2 separate regions of the Pan troglodytes genome follow, and region 1 is linked to region 2. The links are chromatin contacts, called in public HiChIP or PLAC-seq maps. All regions are on one chromosome and are shown on one strand. The core of a region is the stretch at or near the end of the contact, and the rest is flanking DNA. Distances in the headings are between cores, read along the strand shown.

Evidence for each region. HiChIP or PLAC-seq counts read pairs in DNA pulled down with a chosen protein or histone mark.
Region 1: an H3K4me3 HiChIP or PLAC-seq map of stem cell-derived excitatory neurons shows a contact between it and region 2, with 4 times the contacts expected there. The contact joins the promoter of ANP32A here to the promoter of CORO2B in region 2. A contact is called at or near these places in 1 of 7 Hi-C or Micro-C datasets (stem cell-derived neural progenitor cells) and 1 of 1 datasets of contacts at active chromatin or transcription factors (stem cell-derived excitatory neurons).

The regions. Positions count from the first base shown.
Region 1 is chr16:60,818,220-60,824,796 of NHGRI_mPanTro3-v2.0_pri, forward strand. ANP32A (acidic nuclear phosphoprotein 32 family member A) reads right to left here and starts at 3,700. Exons shown (of 7, transcript XM_003954520.6): 1 at 3,361-3,700. The coding sequence starts at 3,414. It overlaps LOC134808456 (a long non-coding RNA gene), which reads left to right and starts at 3,827. Exons shown (of 2, transcript XR_010151401.1): 1 at 3,827-3,914; 2 at 4,353-6,012.
Region 2 is chr16:60,575,959-60,583,028 of NHGRI_mPanTro3-v2.0_pri, forward strand. It overlaps CORO2B (coronin 2B), which reads left to right and starts at 3,712. Exons shown (of 12, transcript XM_009429434.5): 1 at 3,712-3,997. The coding sequence starts at 3,983.

The DNA.
Region 1 (6,577 bases), core at 2,450-4,949, 240 kb after region 2:
TCCCCTAGCCTGCAGGGCGCTGCAACATCCACCTGAAACACGGAGCTCGACCTACCTTCCCGGAGAGCCCAGCCCGGGAGGGCGTTTCCCCAACGGATCGACAACTCTTCCCTCCCGGGGAACAGGCTGCTGTCCTTGGCTTCAGTCAGGGCCACTAGAGTCGCGTGCGCGACACCCCTCACCCCCGCCAAAAGAACCTCATGTTTAATGTTCCCCTTACTCTATCACTTCCGCCGAAAGAGCAAACATCAGAGCGATCGGTTAGTCCTTAAGGCCACATTTAACTACGTCTGAGCGCCTGCAGGAGGAACGGCGAAACCCCGGAGAGGAGGGCGGGGGAGGCAGGGAGCGCGTGGGGGGGCATTTGCACAGAGGATCGTCGTCCTCCCGGCGCCGCGGCCGCCGTGACGCTCCAGCACAGCCTCAGGCCGTTGGCGCGGGGCGGAAACCCCCATCGGGGCTCACAGCACAACTGGGGGTCCCCAAAGCCAGCTCCCCCTGCCTCCTCCGCGCGGGAGGCCGTCGGGGTGATGGCGCAAGACTCCGCTCCCCCCGCCCCCCACAGCGACAACAGCCACGGTGACAAAATGGCAGCCCGGCGCCCGGCAGTCGTGCCACAGGCGCGCAGGGCCCTGGCGGCGGCTCCTGCCCCCCAGTAACGCCTCGGCGCCCTTCGGGCTCAGCCCCGGGTGGGCCTAGCCGTTAAAAAAAATAAATAAATAAAAATAAATAAATAAAACACCTGGAACTCAAAACCAGCCTAGAAAGCCACAAGGCCGGCCCCGCGCGTACTGCACCCCCGCCGCCCGCCTGCCAGCGCCCCGCGCCACATGGAGCCCGGAACCCGCATTCCGAGCCCCGCGCCCCGCGCCGGGGAGGAGGGGCGGGGCGTGCGGCGCGAGCCCCGGGAAACATGGCTGCTCGTCCTATTTCGGCGTCGCGGCATGGCCACCAGCTCCCGGAGCCCAGTTGGGAGAGGTGCCGAAGGTGGGTGTGTGGGGGGCCCAGGGGCAGCGCGGCGGGGAGGGGCGCAGGGGGCGCGCTCCGGGAGCCATTTGTCTTAAGAACGTTTAAAAAAATACAGTTCCTCCTCCCCCAACCCTTTTGTCCCTCTTTCGCTAGCTTTCTCCCCCTCCCCCGCAAATGTGCAGAAAGTGCCCCCTCCTCCGCCACCCGCGCCCCACCCCGCCTCCAGGCAGGGGGCAGGCGTGTGGGCCGCGAGGCTGGGAGGCGAGGGGGCGAAGCGTGAGAAATCGCTCCCAGTACGGCGCGGTGCGCTCCCCTCCCCAACACACACACTCGGGGAAGTTTAAAGAGCCGGTTCGACCCGCTTTCCTGCTTGCTCCCGGGGGGCCGGCAGCGTCGGTCGGGTTCGCCAGGCCAGCCGCGCCCCCGCACCCACCCGCGGCGACCCCGGCCCCGCGCTTGGCGCCCTTCCCCCTCCGCGCAGGGGGCTTCCGGAAAGTACGCGGGAAGACCGCGGCCCCGGCCCCCTCCCCCATCACCACACCCAGCCCCCAAACGCTAGGCGCCGGGTCCCGGCCGGGACGAAAGCGGCCGGAGAGAGGCAAACCGCCCGCAAATAGTGCGCGGAAACTCCGGCCTCCACCGGCGGCGCCCCCTCCTCTCCCGCGGCCGCCCCCTCCCCGCCCTGCGCGCCATAAGGCACTCGCACGTCTCCAGTCCACAGCTGCGTTAAGGCGGGGAGGGGGTAGACAAAAAGGATCTTGTTTTCAAAAGTCTCACTCAGGTTTGGGGGAGGAACTAGGGAAAAGAGGAAGCGAGGCCTGCCTTCGCCGGGATTCGGGTTTAACGGGCTAGAGGGGCGACAGGCCAGCGCACGGTGCTGCCCAAACTCCCAACTCATGGAGCTCGGGCCACCGAGACTGGGGGTGTCCTCCCGCCAGCGCGTCCCCGGTCCCCCCAAGGGGCCAAGAGGGGAGCTGGCCGGAGTCTCCGCCCCAGAGCCGCCAACTCGCCGAAAACACTCAGGTTTGAAAGCGAGAGGGAGGCAGAAATAAAAACCAGCGTTCGAGTCACCCACCCTCACCTTCCCCCTCCTCAGGGGTAAGCTTTCGCTCGAGCCTCGCGATTCCCACCCGTGTAAGTTTCCTCCGGCCGTGCTCCCGCCGCTGCCCAATCAATAACGGCGGCTAGCGGGCAAACTCCCATCCTAGAGCTGCGTGTTTGCCATGCCCGCATAAACGTGGACCCAGCCAGTACCCACCACGGGCGCCAGCTCCGGGCAGCTCGCGTCCTGACAAAGTTTCCCGTGCCCATTTATTAAGCAGGCGCCGAATGGCTGCCGACGAGCCCAGCACTGAGAAAGACGGGCCGGGGGTTCGAGCTGGGGGGCACCAGGGCCCAAAGGCTGGCATCTTGGGGAAGCCGGAAGGAGCTGGGGCGAGGGGGCACCGGGACGTAGCCTTTGGGCAACTTGCACCAGCGATCGCTGGAGGCAGGGAGACGCGGGGATTATCTGTGCCTTAGCACGTTTGAAAATCCCTCCCCCTCCTTCTAATTTATCCTCCCTTCGGAAGGAAAGGAAGAAACATCAGCATCTGGCCCGAAGGTGGGGTGGAAAGAGTGAGGGAGAAAGAGGAGGAGAGGAAGGGAGGCAGAGAAAGGGAGGGAGGGAGAGAAAGGGCGCGTTCACGAACACTACAAAGTTACAAATATGGCTCCCCCGTCTCTCGCCTCATCACTGCAAAGAAATGAAGACGCACTTTAAACTCCAGCCATTCCCAACTCCGCTGCAGCCCCCTCCCCACGCGCTCTCCCCGGGGGCCTCGGCCCACATTTATCAGAAACTAAACCGGACTCGCGAAGCCCCAAACTTATTGTGTGTGCGAGCGAGCGAGAGAAAGGGAGGGGGGAGGCGCGGGAGGGGGGCGGAAGGGGGGATACATTTATAAAATGTAAAACCCCCTTTTTTTGTTGTTAAATCCAGGAGGCAGCCCCTCTCCTCCTCCTCCCTCGTTAATCTTCCCCCCAGACGGAGTCACGGGAGCAGCGATCTCCGAGGGTGATTTCGCCTTATTCTCTCCGACCCAAACGCGTGCGCCCGCCGGCCCCCGATGGGTGCACACTCGCACGCACACTCTCGCACCCACACTCGCACACGCGGGAGCACACGCACAGGTAGTCACACACCAAGGGCAGCGGCGGCGGCGGCCGGAACATGCTCGGATGGCATTGCAACCCCCCAGCCTTGCCAATTCGCTTGCAGTCCGACCCCCAAACCCGCACCTCCCGGGCGCCCCCCCCCAAAAAAAGTGCCTCCCCCCAGCGCGCGCACACACACACACACACACAAAGTAGGAGAATGGACCGACAGAGATATTTTTGGCAAATGCTCACATCAGAGGGCGTCCTGTTCCGCAGCTCTAAATGAATCCGTCTGCCCATCTCCATCTCTCGCGCTCTCTCTCTGCAGAGGCTCCCGCGCCGGCGGAATTCAATCAATAAACCCCGAACCCACGGCCGCGCGTTTTAGGACTTTGAAGGCTCAACCAGCTCCGCTCGGTTCTCGAGCCCCCAGCACCCGCGGCGCACACTAACCTGATCGCCGTGGAGGCGGGATCTGCGGCCCCACGGACGAGCGGCAGCGGCCCGAGCCAATCGCCGCCGAGGGTCTCCGGGCAACAGCCAATGGCAGTGGCGGCGGGGGGGGGAAGGGACCAATGGGTGGGCTGCGCAGCCGGCCAGGGAGGCTCGGCCATTTGGTTGTGGTGCCGGAGACGGACCCCTTTAGATTTCGGGGCGGCTGAGGAGCGCGGCGGCTGCTCTGTGGCTGAGTGAGGGGGGTGGGCGGAATGGCGGGGGAAGGGAAGGTGACTGTGCCTCGAGGGCCGAGCCGCCCGGCCTTGCCAGCCAGCCGCCGCCTCAGCGTTCGGCCGGGGGCGGGGCCGCAGGTGCGTTCTGCGAGGGGGAGGGGCGCGGCCGGAGGGGTCGGGTCGGGGTCCCCGCCCGGCCGAGGGCTTCGCGGGGCGGCGCGACGGGGTTGCGGAAGGAGGCGGGCGGCTTGAGGTCCGGGGACCGCGGGCTGCCCAGCGGGAGGGCAGATGAAAGGCCTGGAAGGAGGAGAGGGGTCAGGGTGCAATGCCGGGAGGGGCTCGTCGGGTCCCGGGTCCGGCGGCTCGCGCTGGGGAGCGTGGCTGCCCCCGTCACCCCCGCCGCGGCTGCCCAGCCCGCGCGCCCCTTCCCCTCCGGCCTCGTCCCTGTCAGGCCGCCACCATCGCCACCCTCGTATGCATAAGTCAGTAAAAGCAAGATGCTTCCACTTTTGGATGACTTACCGCGCGGTCGCGACCCTTCCCACGAAGAGGCTTTTCACTTTGCTGTCATATTAGGTCAGCTTGGAAGAAGTGATCACCAAGAGACACCCAAGATCTTGTTTAGGCAACAAATGAATGAAGACCATGGATTAAGAACTGTTGCTGGATATGTAGAATATTAAAAGGTGGAAAAGGAAGGTGCTCATAACTCCTGGTTTTCTGGACCAAACATAATTTATGGGCTTTATAGACCTAGTGAAAGAGAACGGCGCACGGTTTATTCTAATCGTCCACCTGAGTCATTTGGTTCGGTTTGGGTTGCCAAGGAGGCTCTAACTGGAGCACTTTCTCCAGGTTTTTCGGCGTGTTTGCCTTGGGTATTTTTGAATCACATTAAGTTTTAAGAGACCTTAAAGCCCTGATGCCCACTGGGTTACCGACTTACGGCACTAAGTTGGCTGCCTGTGGCTGTTAATAAACCACGGGGATTGTTGTCAACAAGGACAGATACATCCTTACCGTTCCACACGACTGTATTTTAGTGTTTGTTTCTACATGTCTGCACTCTTCCCCACACACCTCAAGGTAGTTTTTCTGGATACATGTGTTTATTTTTCAGGAACAGGAGTTCAAAGGAGAGATAAGCCAGTATGTATGTTGCAAAGTTAAAATACTGTTGCATAATAGCAATACAGTTTCATTCTTAGGCATATGAAGTTGAGGAGGAAATAAAAAGTGACAATGTAAATAAAACACATACAGAATGCTTACACTGGGGAAGAAGCTGTAGTAACTTTAATATTGCAACCTGATGGATTGCAAGTGTAAAGCCCTGCAACTAAGGATTTTACTCAGTAAATTCTTTCAGATAAAATGATAAATGGAATTTGAAGTCTGATGTTTACTCTGAGTAGGTGGGAAATGCAACATAAAAGTTAGAAGTCATTGTTTTATTTTATCTGGGTATAAATAGTATAATTTATTTAACTTGTTGACTTGCCTGTCATCCTCAGATTTTGTTAATCTTATTGAAGCCTATTTGTATAGTTGGAATTTATTCTAAGTTTTATTGGCTTCTTTGTAATACATGAGGAACCCCAAATTTCCTATTTATGCCATTGAGACAGTTGTTATTTCTGGATATGGTGTTTAGGATTGTATTCAAACAGAACTCTTCTCAAAACAGGTCAATATGGTGTGTATGATCTGTGTAACATAGGAGTCCTGAAGTTTGTGTTCTCTTTGATGGTAAATGTTCATCTTCAATTTAAAAGTTTAACCACAGTTAAGACCACGCTGCTAGCAATGCAATATGAGACAGTGTCTTTCCAGAGGAGTAATCCCTTAAAAACCAACCAATCAATGCAGAGATATGCCCCATCCAGCTTTGCTAAATAGAAGCAAATAGCTCACTTTATTGTACAAAGACTCAAGAGGAAGACTTGGAAGCCCACCCCCTCCCCCATTAAAGAGAAAGTACAGGAACAAATTAGAATCGAAAAAGTCATGGCCTGATTACTAAATCAAAACGTTAAATGTGACAGTTGTTTTTAGAAGCATCTTACATTTATACATTTTGATGACTTTTGTATTAATGTTAGAAAATTGAAAGAAGGCTTCACTGGATGTCAGTCGTTACAGAAATTGAAATATCCAAAAGTATATGTATAACCAATTGAGTAATTTCCGCTTTCCTTACATACTTGAAATAAATTTTCTTTTGCTTTTACAAATACATCTATTTGTAAGAAAATTTTCATATGATTTTGTTTTATTATTAAAAAAGGAATATAGCAAAGCCAAAGCTGAGCTGTATTTGCCCCACACAACATGACCAAATATAAAAAAAACCACTGCTCTTACATACCTTATTTTACAAAGTTGTTTTTTAAATTACATTTTATTGTATATTATAGTAGTAAATAAGTGTTCTAAGTGGCACTGCATTTCAGAAAATATAGAAAGAAATCCCATATCAAGGAATCTTCGCTGAATTTTGAAACGGAGTTGGGAACAGGTAAGAGTTCCTATCTACTGAGTAATTCTACAACAGGAATTGTGTTTGAAAGATGTAGAGTCTCTAACCTCTGAAACTAGGTTTGAGTCACACTGAGAAGAATAAATGAGATACAATTCAAAGTTTAACCCCCTAGAGAGATAGATGGCCCAGGAAGGAAAGATCTTCCCGCCTTCCAGAATATCCTCCATCAAGAACCATTCCAAATAAATGAGCAGCCTATTTTGTTCTCAAAGACATGAACAATGAGTGTCCTTAGGCTCTTTTGAAATGTGTAGGAGAG
Region 2 (7,070 bases), core at 2,462-4,961:
TGACCCTGAGAATACACTTTTTCTTTTTTTTTTTTTTCCTCTGAGACTTGGTCTGTCACTCAGGCTGGAGTGCAGTGGCGCGATCTCAGCTCACTGCAACCTCCGCCTCCCAAGTTCAAGCAATTCTCCTGCCTCAGCCTCCTGAGTAGCTGGGATTACAGGTGCCCACCACCGCGTCTGGCTAATTTTGGTATGTTTAGTAGAGATGGGGGTTTCACCATCTTGGCCAGGCTGGTCTCGAACTCCTGACCTTGTGATCTGCCCCCCTCGGCCTCCCAAAGTGCTGGGATTACAGGTGTGAGCCAATGCGCCCAGTGAGAATACACCTTTATACTGGTGTATTCACCTTTGCTCCTTCTCAACCGCACTACTCCCCACCTCCACTGCCCCAATCTTCCACTCCTGTGATCACCTTCCAATTAAATCACCTGCATCCAACACCTCTCTCAGGCTTTGCTTTGGAGGAAACCCAAACTAAGATGGGCTATGTTACTGGAGACCCAGGATGAGTAGTGTTGTGGTGTTAACGATCGCACATATAAAATGCATGTATTGGCTGGGTGTGGTGGCTCACACCTGTAATCCCAACACTTTGGGAGGCCAAGGCGGGCAGGTCACAAGGTCAGGAGTTCGAGACCAGCCTGGCCAACATAGTGAAACCCCATCTCTACTAAAAATACAAAAATTAGTCGGGTGGGGTGGCGGGCACCTGTAGTCCCAGCTACTCAGGAGGTGGAGGTGGGAGAATCGCTTGAACCCGAGAGGCAGAAGTTGCAGTGAGCCAAGACCACGCCATTGCACTTCAGCCTGGGTGACAGAGTGAGACTACGTCGCAAAAAAAAAAAAAAAAAAAGAAAGAAAGAAAGAAAGAAAGAAAGAAAGAAAGAAAGAAAGAAAGAAAATGCATGTATTTCTCAGTATCTCCTACATGCAGTGGCCGTGACTGGGCACAAGGGGATGTGGCATTGTCTGAGTTTGCCCTTGCTCTTCTAGACCTCCCTTCTGCCTGGGGAGATGTGACAGAAGAGGTGAGCCAGCAGCACAGGAGGGATCAGAAACATTTTCCTTCTGCCTTTGGAGAACATCACATGGGTTGGGGGCAGCAGATTGATGTTCCTAATTATATTTGGCTCAAGCTGCTATTAAGTACTTGTCTCATTCTCAGAGCCCACAACAACGGCGGATGGCGGGAAAGGTGCCAAGAGGCATGCTGGGAGCTCAGGATGACAATCTGGGATTTGAAATCTCTGTAAGATATAAAAGTGGACAGACAAGTCACAGCCATGGGTGCAGGGTGACTGGTGTCCTTGAGTTGCCCTTTAAAGGTTTCCGATGGGGTCCTAGGGCTGGAAGGGCCCTGGAAAGGTCTTGAGCTCCATCCTTCTGGCTAGAGGCTGACCTGCCCAAGACAGCTGAGACAGGGAATCTGACTCTTCCAATGCTGGACAGCTCGCTGGTGGGAAATGCTTTCATGGGCCTAATTTAAATTTCCTCTGCTGCAGGTTAAAGGTATATTTTGCTTGATTTGTTCTTGGTGGCATTAAATATTTGCTAAGCTCCTACTATGTGCCCAGGGGTACACAGTGAGAGAAGGCATGCCTCTGTGCTCAGAGGCTCATGAAAATGAGACCAGACACTCAGAACTAAATGCAACAGGGAGAGCCATTGGGCTGGAGTTGTCAGGAGAGGTGGCAAGGAGGTGGTGCCGTGAGAGGTGGGATGCGTTTGAGTTAGTGCAGAAGAATAAGAGAGCATTCCTGGCAGGCAAGCAACGTGGGAAGATGCCTTAGGAAGGGTTTGGCACAGAGGAGACGCCTGAGGTCTGCAGCACATCTGCTACCCAAGAGATTTAGTAAGTCCCTGGAACTCCCCTGGGGAACGAATAGCTGCCTAGCTATGTCCTAAGACACCTGTGAAACTCAAATAAGGCAGCAAGTAGGAATGGACCCTGGAGTTCACGGATTCAAAGCACAATGCTGAGCTTGATTTAAGAAGACTTTCATTCAAGTCCTCGCTCTGTCACTGTGTGCTCTTGGGCAATTCCCTTCCCTTCTCTAAATCTGTTTACTCATCAGCAAAATGGGGACGGTAATTCTTTCCTCACACTGTTGCATTTAGGGCTCCCAAGAAAATGTGGTTAAAAATGGCAGGGCCGGGGGAGGTTGCTCATGCCTGTAATCCCAGCACTTTGGGAGGCCGAGACGGATGGATCACGAGGTCAGGAGTTCGAGACCAGCCTGGCCAATACGGTGAAACCCCGTCTCTAATAAACATAAAAAATTAGCCAGGCGTGGTAGCGCGTTCCTGTAGTCCCAGATCCTCGGGGGGCTGAGGCAGAAGAATCGCTTGAATCCAGGAGGCGGAGGTTGCAGTGAGCTGAGATCGCGCCACTGCACTCCAGCCTGGGCGACAGAGTGAGACTACTCCGGTCTCAAAAAAAAAAAAAAAAAAAAAAAAAAAAAAAAATTGCACAATGACCCACAAAGCACTTCCTGGAGGCTGGTTACTCTATTATTATTGCTCCAATCTAGACACTGGTCTCCTGGAAGGCAGGCATCCCATCTCCTCTCTGTTCCCCCAGCACTTTCACAGAGCAGGTGCTCATATATGACGTTGCCTTCGCTGTCCTGGTGAATTGCACCGGTAATTACGGTGGAGCAGGAAGCCAGCACTTCCGGGCTTGCCAGGCTGTCCTGCTTGGAGAACCCCTCTGCTTCCACCTCTGCTAACCCCTCCCCTCCACCCTCTCCGCGGTTCTGTATCTGCGGAAACCGGTTCTGCTCAGGTGCTTGGGAGGCAGACTCCTTTCTCAAGACTTGTGAGGTCACCTTCAGGTGACTGTCCCTCAAATCTCCGCAGCAGCTCCAGGACACACTGTGCCCCGAGTCAGGATTGGATCAGCGCACAGGACGCACCTGTGTTATCACTCCACGAGTAGAGCGGCACTCAGTGGTAGTGTAGACAGTCCTAGGGCAGGACAGCTTCTATAACAAGAGGTTCCTTAGGGAGCTAGCGGCCGAGTGGAAAGAGCGGGAGGAACGGCTCGGGCAGGCAGGTCCTGTGCTGTGGTCTAAGTCACTTCCCACGTCCGTCCCACTCTGATCGTCAGTTTCCTCCTCTGCAAAACTCACTAAGGTGGCCTTCGGGCAAGTCATCGCGGCGGGAATTAGATTCGAAAGAGTGCTTACACAAATCCGTCTGGCCACCCTGTGCCCCGGGCCAGCGCGAGGTGGGGGTGCGGGCAGGGCTCCCGGGCTTGCGGCTGCCACGCCCCTCCCAGCCCGCCGCGCCACACTCACGGCCCACGGGCCGACTTTGCGAGCCTCCAGGGGGCGAACCCGACCGCCTTCTTTGCCCGCGCAGCGCCTCGGCCGTCCAGCCTGTGACTTCACCAGCGTCCCCGGGCCAGCGGGGCACCCGAGAGCCCGGGGCGCCGCCCGTTCTCCCAGCAGGCAGGTGCCGGGAGCCAGCCTCGCCCAGCCGCGTGGCGTCCGCAGGCCCGAAGGGGTTAAGGCCGCGGACCCGGGCGCCCGTCCCGACTCCGGGAGCAGCGGTGCCCGGCGGCCGGCGATCGAGCGGGAGGCTCGGGGCACGGCCGCTGGCGGGCTGCGCTTCCTCCTCCTCCTCCCTCCGCCTCCTCCTTTGTAGCGAGTTCCCGGCCCCTCTTCCTCCCCCCGCCCCCCAGCCCGGGCCCTCTCCCTCTCTCCCTTTCTTCCTGCCTCGCCTTCCTGCGGCGAAGGAGGCTCATCTATTATAAATGCACATTCGGGGCTGACATCAGCGACGAGCGGCGGGCGAGCGCCGACGAGCGGTCCCTGCGCGCTGCCCGCCCGGAGCGCAGCCCCCAGGCTCGGCCGAGCCGCCGGCGGGGCGCGGGGAGCGAGCCGGGAGCTGCCGGACCCCCTTCCCGCCGCCGCCCCGGGCCGCCGCCGCCGCCCCCGCACGCCGCGCCCGCGCCCCCGCTCCGCCGCGGAGTTTCTGCATGACTGTCACAAAGGTAAGCGCCGCTCGCCCGCCGCGCCCGGGACCCGCGGGCGCCTGCAGCCCCCGGGCTAGGCTGCGGGGGGCGCGGGGGTGTGGGTGTGGGGAGGGGGCGCCGGTGCCGGGAAGGTGCGGCGCGCGCCTCTCTTGCTGCCGGATCCGCTCGAGTCACTCCGGCCCCCAAGGACTGCGGAGGCCAGGGGGAGGATGCCGCTCTGGCAGCCCCGGCGGTTTGGCCAACATCCCTCCGCGCCCGGCCCAACCCCGGGACTGCATTTTTAACCCTTGTTTGGGATGCTGCATTTTTAACCCCTGGAGAGCTGGGCTGGGCGGCTAGCGGTGTCCCTCCAGGGAGTGCGCGGCGGGAAGCGTCGCTGGCAGGGGCTGGTGCTGAGCAGTGGGTGTGGGGATGGGCCTGCCTCCCCGAGGAGGCCAGCGGGGGGAAACCCCACCCCACCTGCCAGCCTCTGCCGCCCATGCCGGGAGCGCTGGCTCCACTCCAAAGCCACTCTGTGCAGAAGGCGCTGCCCAGTCCCGGGAGCCGCTACCAGAGACAGGGCAGGTCCAGGTGGTTGGCTTGAAGATGTGGGGAGGGAATGTGACAGGGGAAGCAAAGGTGGGCATCTTGGCAGCCCCCATATTGGAGGATGATTGTTGGGCCTTGTCATAGGGGCCCACGTTTATTGGAGAGACTTCAGGGGCTTCCTAGTTGTAGGGAGGAAAGAGTTAAGAGGAAAGATGATGGGGCAGTGGAAAGTGCCAGGGTCAAGGGACCAGGGAGACCTGAGTTCAATCCCAGCTCTATCCCAAATCCCCTGGATGACCTTGGTCGGGGAGGGGTCCACTTTGGGCCTCAGTTTCTTCTTGTGTGCTGTGAGGGAGATAATATGGGTCCTGGGTCGTGACAGGCTGTTAAAGAACCAATAAAATCAAGGGTGTGAACCCACACTCTTCAGAGAGATCTGTCTGGGTACTGAGCTCACAGTCTGGCGGTGGCCTCGGGCTTGGCCGTCCATTCAAGGGCCAGACTCCACCCTTTCCAGCTGCCCAGCTGGGTCCCAGAATTGGGGAGCTGGAGGCCAAAGTGGGACCGGCAGCCCGCTTGTGGTCAGAGCAGTGGGGCCAGATGGAGGGTTGGGGTGCAAGTGATGGAGGTGGGGTGGTTTTGGCTCCTTCTGGTAAGCCAGGGCCTACCCTTGCCCTCCTGAGGTCTGCCCCAAGACTGAATGTTTGTGCGGATTCTTGGGCCCAACTCCAAACTTTGCCATTGGCCTTGGTTCTGGGACTTGGGAGCATTGTGAGAAGATGAACTTGAGGGTGCAGGGGCTTCCTCAGCTCTGGCTACTTCTGGCAGGGCTGTTGTGACCCACCTGGGGTAAGATGCTTAGGGTTTTGAAATGATGCAAATGCTATTCAGCTGGGAGGGATATTAAGGTTATTAATGTCAAAGATGCAAGCAGCCTGGGACAGAGGAGTAATGGATGGGCCCGGCTAGAGAGAGAAAGGGTGTGAGGTTTTAATAATAGCGCTGAGGATTAACTCAGCGCCTCCCCTGTGTCTCTTTTTGTGCACGAGCTCATGCAGCCTTCCTTCCCTGGAGGCCTGCAAGGAAGGTGTGTTCAGTTCTCTTTAACAGTGGAAGGAACTGAGGCTCAGAGAGGTGAAATGACTTGCCTGAGGTCACACAGCATGTATGTGGCAGAGCTGGGGTTTGCCCTCAAGTCTGTCTCAATCTATGGCCAGTGATCTTTGCACTGCTCTGCATCGTTGGGCATCCTGGCTACTGGGGGACTTCCATGGTAGAGGAGCACTGCTTGGAGACCTGAACCTTGAAGCAGGGATGGGACAGGGAGTCCATGAAAGTGGGTGCTTACCTGTTAAGCCCACTGGCAGGCCTAGCTTCTTGGTATCCAGTAACTATTCAACACTCCTCCACCCCCATACCCAGCCCCCAACAAACCCTCCATGTCGCTCACCTCCTGCTCTAACCAATGTGGCTTTGGCTTAAGCAAGCTCAGAGGATTAAATAAAATCCCCACCTTAACCCTATCTTCTCTCCCCTTGCTGGCCCTTCACAGACCAGCGTGTTCTTGTGGGGAACAGAGAGCAAGAGGGATGCAGGAAAGGCCCTGGGGACTGCCTTGCTGTCTACAAGCCCGCTGGTAGTAGCTCTTCCAGTACCATAGGGAAAGCCACCGTGCTCTGGAAGTCTGAAGGCCTGGCCCCTAGTCCTAAATTAGCCACCAACAGGCTGTGTGACCTTGGACCAGTCACTTCCATCCTTGGGCCTCTGTTTTTCTATTTGTCAAATGTAAGACTTGGTTCCAATGATCTCTAGGGCCTCTTCTGCTGAGCCTTGGTGCAGCTTCAGTTCTGGCAAGAAAGTCACCTCTGATGGAGATTGGGAGACTCTTTGTTCTCTGAGGGGTGGTCTGTTTACAAGACAGATATGAAGGAGAACCCTAAAGAGGGTGTGAGAGGTAGGATCGCTGCTGACACACTGGGAGCAGTAGGTAGGGGAGGAAATGGGTTCGAGAGTGAGCTCCCAGGGCAGTGTCTAGGGCTCTAGCCTTCTCTGCTGCTGCTTCTCCAGGCAGAGGGTCATGGCTGGGTCCCAACTTCCTGCCCCTTGGACGAATGCCTTAGTCCTTGTATCAGGTCCCCTCAGGGCAGAGTCCTCTGGGCCAGGGTTAGGTATGGACTGCAGGAGCTCTGAGCTCAGAGAGGCCTGGCAAGTGGAGAAGAGGAAAGCAGATGGCAAGTTGCTAGATCCTCAGTAGCACTTCTGTAGAGGAGGTGAGCCTGTTTTCCGTTTTCTGCCTCTCTTTCATACATCCCCTTGCCCCCTTAACCATGAGGCACAGCTGCTAAAGCTGCAGGCAAACCCTGTGGTTTCTGAAGGACTCCTGCCCTAACTAGCCTTAGGAACACAGAGCCCCAGAGAACTTCTAGCCCCGTGGCATTTCTCCTGGCTATGTTTTAAACTTTATTTGATTGTATGTAATTTAGTAAGTTACCTTAATTTCTTTATAGGATGAGAAAGAGAAGAAAGCCAGAAAAAGGGAAGAAAGAGTGGAGGGAAGGAAGGC